2 separate regions of the Arabidopsis thaliana genome follow, and region 2 is linked to region 1. The links are chromatin contacts, called in public capture Hi-C maps. All regions are on one chromosome and are shown on one strand. The core of a region is the stretch at or near the end of the contact, and the rest is flanking DNA. Distances in the headings are between cores, read along the strand shown.

Evidence for each region. Capture Hi-C pulls out chosen DNA fragments and counts their contacts.
Region 2: a capture Hi-C map of seedling shows a contact between it and region 1, with 1.9 times the contacts expected there. A contact is called at or near these places in 1 of 26 Hi-C or Micro-C datasets (vegetative nucleus) and 1 of 3 other capture datasets (seedling).

The regions. Positions count from the first base shown.
Region 1 is chr1:29,054,286-29,057,818 of TAIR10.1, reverse strand. MEI1 (transcription coactivator) reads right to left here and starts at 1,392. Exons shown (of 17, transcript NM_106381.3): 1 at 900-1,392; 2 at 769-811; 3 at 548-669; 4 at 52-159. The coding sequence starts at 1,079. AT1G77310 (wound-responsive family protein) reads right to left here. Exons shown (of 14, transcript NM_106380.7): 9 at 3,370-3,456; 10 at 3,052-3,177; 11 at 2,661-2,795; 12 at 2,509-2,556; 13 at 2,246-2,356; 14 at 1,388-2,086. The coding sequence ends at 1,640.
Region 2 is chr1:29,163,388-29,167,096 of TAIR10.1, reverse strand. It overlaps AT1G77610 (EamA-like transporter family protein), which reads right to left and starts at 1,927. Exons shown (of 5, transcript NM_106409.4): 1 at 1,513-1,927; 2 at 1,110-1,359; 3 at 816-1,023; 4 at 228-459. The coding sequence starts at 1,608.

The sequences.
Region 1 (3,533 bases), core at 143-2,642:
TGAACCTTCAGAAGGTAAAAGAATATTGATCGCAATCTTTGAACAATAGACCTTGTACTTGGCAGCCAAGACATTTTTCACAATGACGAAGTTCACATCAGAAGAAGCTCTGGAAAGTAAAACGCCCCCCATGGAAGTAACCAACTCCTTGATCTTGACCTTCAAAAGAATTGCAATCAATCAATTAAGAGGGATTAGTCCTTCAGAGTAACTGAAAAAACAATTCCCTCAACAGAAATCATTTTTTAATCTACATGCTTCGTACACTCTAAAAACACATTTCAACTAAATCAAAAGAGAGGTCAGTTTTTTTCTTTTAACACAGAAATTGAACCATAAACCAAAATTTCTAAAATTGTTTAGTTGCGCAATGGGAAACAAAGAGACACAAGTATTCAATACTATGTCATATGCACACTGTTAATCTCATAATCGATAGGTGAACGAACATAGACTCACAACCATTCCCATGGAGATTACAGTACAAGGGGAATAAAGGATACTAATAAACTAAAAACGACATCTATTACACTGACAAAAGAAGTACCTTCTCATCTACCAGAAAACCAGAAGCAAGAACTTTTAGACCATCCATGGCTAGGCAACAAGTGAATCCCCTTTGTGGCAGTGGTCTACCCTCTTTTGCACAGAAGAGCGCACATTGCGGACCTGCCACGCAATAAACATAAATCCAATTAAGAAAATTCACAAACACAGAATCAATTGATTTATTAAGTGACAAGAAATATAAAATAAATCTCATCTCACCTATTAAGTTACAACCCTTGGCTTTAAGATCCTTAAATTTCTCCTGTAAAACCCCAAAAAAATGGCAATAAGAGCAGATTATATAACGAAATAAGCAATTGCAGGGATATATAAGAAAGAACATTTCGCACATGATCGGGAGAAGCGATGACATGGAAATCAGAGGGACCACTCCGAGATGGGTCGCAGCAGAGGAAGATTTCGGCACCGTTAAGCTTGAAAGCATCGAGAAGTGTGTCGAAGACTTCAGGAGGCACCAGATTCCGAGACATAAAAACATTTGCCCCTTTGAACAGTTGCGTCGTCTTCATCGCCGCCGGAAAACCTAACCACGCACTTCTCGACTTTGTAAGAGCTTCACGGGGTTATCGGAGAAAATTGAAACCCTAGAATCGTCGGAAGAAGATGGATATTAGAACCTAGTAGCATTCGCATAGCACGAGATTCGTCAAGCTCTGGATTTGAGGTCAGTGATTCGGCGTGGTAACTGGTAAGAAGAGAACGCGGGAATTTTCGGTGCGCTTTTTTTTTGGTCGTCCAGTCCAGTGAGCTTGATTTCAGATACATACTAATTCCTTTTTAAGGCTTTTTATTCTTTTATTATGACCCCTTATTGGGCCGCCGACAAATTTAGACCCATTTAGAAATAGGCTACATGTGTTGGTTTATTCCGTCAAAAAAAACAGATTGAAAGAATTGGAGCTTCTCTTAACATCTTTAATTTGTAACGAGGAGAGGGACTTCGTCTTCTACGTAAGAAACGACTAGAAAATCAATACTAGGCGCAAAAATTAGAAGCGAAACTATAGCTACGAAAAACAAAGGCAAGGCTAGAGCCAGACTTTGAGAAAAAAAATCTAAGCTGTAGTACCTAACTTGGCAGGTTCAGGTCTGGAGGAGTCTGTGTCTTGGCCTTTGGATGTACCTGTGCCTGTTTATGTGCCTTGGACTGTGGATGTACCTGTACCTGTTTATGTGTCTTGGATTTTAGATGTGTCTGCCGCTTCAGGGCCAGAACGAGGGGTTTCTCTGCGGGCAGGTGAGTTTCTTCTAGAGCTGGTTCTGTCTTTCTTCTGACTTTCTTTCCTTCTGCTGCAGGATTGCTTAAGCTCGAAGTTCGCTTTAATTTCTCATGTTGCTGCTTTGACCTTTCAAAGGACGAGTCTGCTGCAGGTTGACAGTCCACTAAGGACGTGGTGGTTGCAGTTAGGACAACACTTGCTTTAACTTCAACACCTGAAGTCTTGTCGGGATAAGTAATACCCTCAGATTTAGGGACCAATTGTGTCTGTTTCTTCTTTGTTATCTTCGTTTGATCCTAAAATAAAATAAAAGTTGAGGAATGATAAACATGAGCGAAATGTGCGAGTTCATGATAATATTCGATGACAAATGGATATTTATCACATCCAAAAGTTAGCACGTTAGAAGCAAACAAACAGCTATGGCGTAAAAAAGTTAAGAATTTCTCAAATACCATCTCCTTCCCAATGTTTCCTTCCAATGCTCTCCGCCTTTCCTTTTCCCGGCAAATGGCACGCCTGATCTCATGATTGTCAACTAAACTATTGGGCCACAGTTGAGCTAGCTGGAGCAAGAATAAATCCAAAAGAAAATCAATCAGGAAGGTTTGGTAAACAATCTTGAATATTAGGCAAGGTCTAGTCTAATGTTTTTGAATGGATCTGGAAAGCAAATAGACAAAGAATGGCAAAATATAAAGGTTGGAGAGGAACTTACATCTGAATAAAGCTTTCTGATTTGTGAACCTGAATGTTCATCCATTCCCTAGTATTACCAAAAACAGAGCAAAAACTATGTTGACACTTACAATTCTGCATCTAACAAGTTGGAACACCTTTTTATGTAAGGTTATGGAAAATATTAATTACCTCAACAAACACGTCATATAGATCACACAATTTTTCCTCCAGCGCCACATCCATGACAAACTTCTTCACAGGTGACTTTCCAAGAGATCCAACATCCTGAAAATCGTCTGATGTTCCAGCTTCTTGATTTGTTTCCTGTGAAACAATTTATGTCAGCGCAAGGAATATTTCAAAATATCAGATGTTTATCAATGTCTCAATAAAAGGGAGATATAAGTGCTTATCCAAGGCCAATCATAATCAGAGAGAACTCTGAGTTTCGTGCATCATCGAAAGAAGATGTTTAAATCCAACAATAAAGACAAGAACAAAAGTATCTATGCAACATAGCAGATACGAAATACTTTTGAAAATCAGATCAGAGAAACTAGTAGAGTAGAAGGGAGAGAACCTGGGATTCCACAAGTGGAACTTGTGTTTTTAACATCTCAGTTATTTCACTCTTGATCCGCTGAAATCTAGTATCTTTTTCTCGATTTGCAGTGACGATCGAATCAATCATGATTTTCAAGTTCCTCTGTACAATAACAATTACTAAACCGTAAGAGCTTGAACTCCTTCACTAACAAATACAGATCTTGTTAGCTCTTTCTGGAATGGAAGAGCTTTCACCTTAAATCGAAAAAATCTAAATACTTTAATGCCTCAGTAAGAATCACAACTCCATTACGATAACAAGTCTCGGTATGCAGGAGATAGAGATGAATACCTTAAGTGATCTAATCTGTATTAGATGACCGACAATGCCCATGAGACGATTGATTAACTCTCCTGATATTTCACCTTGGCTCGCATACTTCAAGAAAAGAAAATTGCTACTCTTCTTCATACATCTGAAAGATTATTAAAATTTATATACATATTTAGAAACAG
Region 2 (3,709 bases), core at 678-3,177, 110 kb before region 1:
ACGAATAAGACGTATAATGGAATATGAAGTACGCTTAAGACGTAGATGCGAAGAAACTCTAGCTGACAGGCTTTCTATTTCTTTTACCATGGTAAGATAGGTAAATTGATAAGAACTTAGTAATGCCAGTATAATGAATTAATAGTGCTTATCCTTTTGTTGGTTTGGACCATCCAGAGCAATCCGAAAGAAAAATTTAGTAACGGGTTTAGGGTTGTCTTAGTTACCTTAAGGTTTCCAGCCACGTTGAATGTGACTGCAGTTGTGGAGTGAATGACATAGAAGATGGAGAAGTTGAGACAGAAGGCTAGAACACCAGAACTGAGTATAATGATGAGGGCTGACCAGGGAGCAGGGTGTGCTTCAAACCAGCTCAAAATTCCACTGCCTTCCAGTAATAACGCTGGTATCCCGAGAATCATGGTGGCAAAAGGCGCCATATAGTAAACGGTGTTTATGCTAAATAATGAAAAACAGAAAAATCAAAATTTTCCTCTACGCAGATGGATATTCATAGTTTACTTCTCAAAAGGTGATGTGATTGAATCTTTATACATCAATCAACTTTATGGCTAAATCACATTAAAGTGACTGCTTTTTCAATTTGGACTAAGATGTCATATCTAATGCAATAGAAGCAAAGTTATTGCATATCAAATCCAAAAAAGACATAACAAGCAAATATCATTGTAATTAGAAACTAAGTGCAGTTTTCATGACTCAGCAATGATCATGGAAATGAAAGTTCCAAGAACTGAATAGTATATCATAGCAAGAAATTCATTCATAAGGAGACTCCAGGAAGGGGCACTGACCTGTCAAATTTGTAACCATGAAGAAGAGATTCGGCTAGAATGGTCTTTGTGGAAGTAGCTAAACATCCAAACAGGGCAGCACAGAATCCAAACATGTTAAAACTAAGTTCAGTCACAGATGTCAGAAGAATTCCACCAACAATAGGCACGAGAGACGCCCAAATACGCCAGTCAAAGTATTTCCTCCATACCAGCCACTGTAACACAACTGCTCAAACATATACATAAGAAACAATTAGACAATAGACAATAGAAATATCACAAATAGGAAACTTTCCATCTGAAAACCCTAACCTGTAGTAGCTGGAGTGAAAGACTTAATCGTCTGCATAAACGAAACCGGAATGTAACGAAGACTGACATTTCCCAAGACAATGTTGATACAAAACACGAAAGACATTGGAAAAATCCTCCTCCATCGATCTTCAGGATCGACAACAATCAATGGTTTAAGCTTGAGAACTTTGATAACGATGTAAGCTCCAATCGACGAACATATGAAGTGAACACATGAAACCGATAGTGGAAACTTAAAATCCAGTTTCTGCAACAACAACAAAAAAAAATCAAAACTTTATCACCAATCTATAAAGCTGAAACCAAATTCCAAATCAGCAACATCAGATCAATAGATCAGATCAAAAGGGTATTAAATACAATTAAGTAAAACCTAAAAATTCTAGGGTTAAGAAGAAACCTGAAAGATCCATTTGTTCATGATGATGACGGTAACATTGAAACCCCACCACTGAAGAATCGCTAATAGAGATCTGAACATACTTCCTTCCTCCATGATTCTCTCACTCTCACTCAACTTTCGGAATCAGATCGCAAAAGAGACAAAAACCCACAAGAAATTAACGAGTTTTAAGAAGTGAATCCGTAAGAAAGAGAGAGAGCTGCGCAGCTAAATAAGAGAGAAAACCCTAATGAAGGAGAAAAGTGGAGAAGGTAACGGTAGCGAAAGAGAGCTCTTCTTCCATGTGATTTGTTTCGAATTCGCTGTTCATCAATCTCAAACGTCTCCTGTCTATGACTCTCTCTCTCTCACTCTTTATGCCATGAAAATTATGTTTTGCTCTTCCGTAGGTTTCCTTTTATTTAGTAAGAAATATTTATTTATTAAGAATAATTTCGCAATTTTAATTTTGTGAGCTTATTAAATTCATTCAGGAATCAAAACAAATATCACAAAATTGTATTTTCATGTTTTCTGAGTCAATTTTCAATTTTCCAAAACTCATTGGTATGGTAACAAATTTTTCATGTACATTCACTAAACCATGGTGATAAATAATATTACTGTTTTTATACTATTTTTTGTTTATATCAGGTAAATAATGGTGTGACTAGGAAATACTACATAAACTACATTAAAATGCGCAATTTTTTTTTTTTTTGTTAAATATTTTGTTGAAGATTTGTTTTTATCGGAAATATTTTGATATTTTTTTGTTAATTAATTATTATGATAACGCAAATTATTAAAGAAATGCAGCAACAATTTTTTTTTTTTGTTTGGTGGTATTTTGTCCCACATACGTCCGAGGATATGGGGGAGATCGCTGCCGTCCGATGACCTTACATGTTCATGACGTTGACATCCCACTACTATTGTCTATTTTTCAAATCGATTGTCGTGTATCTTACAAATTCGAAATATTATTGCTCTACAGAAATTGAACGTTTTAAAATCCAATATTAATTTACTGTTCAGGGGTTTGTAATTAATTAATTAAAATATAAATAAACAAGAAACTGGTTCTGGTTAAATGCAAAAAACCAACGACGATATATCATTTGTACGTTAAAGTCTTAGAAGTTATAAAGATTATGGACCAACCTTCTCAATTCTTTTCGTCTTGGAGAAGAATAATTTCGAAACTGCATTAAAAGTAGGATCATAAGTTATATCTCAAGCTATAATAATAATAGGTTTGGCAACCAAATTTTTTCTTTTAAAGAAGCGGCGACTTTATTGAACGTTGATCGGTCATGAAATATAAAATTTTGAAGACTCTAAGACAAATCTCATATTCATAGGACTACAAGCAAAATGCATATAGTATAATATATAGTTTGAGGTATAGGTTGTAATTTTGTATAAAATATCTAAAATTATTTCAACAAATTAAAAGATTATATATAAAATTACATACTCGAAACCAACTTTAACATATGTAGCCAGCAGACTTCATATATGTTGCTGCACGACCATTCAGGCATTGAGTATATTGAGTTTTTGAATGACTTGGTCAAACCACGAGAAAGCTAACCCATCTTACGGTCACACTTTATGTGAACACTAAGATAGGGAAGAAATATTTATCAAAATAATAATTTTTAAGAAAAATCGAAAGATTCAAGAAAAAGAATGAAGTAGGCAGCAAGTTTTGGTTTCCCTTTTTCATAATGTGATTAGTAATGAATAGAAATTTAATTTGACTTACTTGCAAGGGTAAAACGTAAGGCAAGTAGCTCGGAGTTTGATATTGGTCACCTAAATGCTAAACATTTATATTCTTAGACGAGTAGCTAGATAATCATTAGTATATATTGTAGCTGTTTCCCCTCAAAAGGTTGAGTTTTTTCAATTTACAAGATTTGATCATGATATGTTAATTACTATTTGCATCATCTTGTAAAAAATTTAACATGCTTTCAAGACAATAATTCTCATCCCTTCATGTGGAACCAAATCTCAAGATTGGACATGCAACATATCATTCTTAGGTTACTCCACCCGGATCAATAACCTAGATTCTCAAGTTTAATAGAGACCCTAACTCAAAACTAAATAACAATTAATGAATTAGTGTATCTCATTTAAATATTACTTTAGATTCCATCTAACTTTAGATGTAGGATCCTAACAATAGAACATACTATAGTTC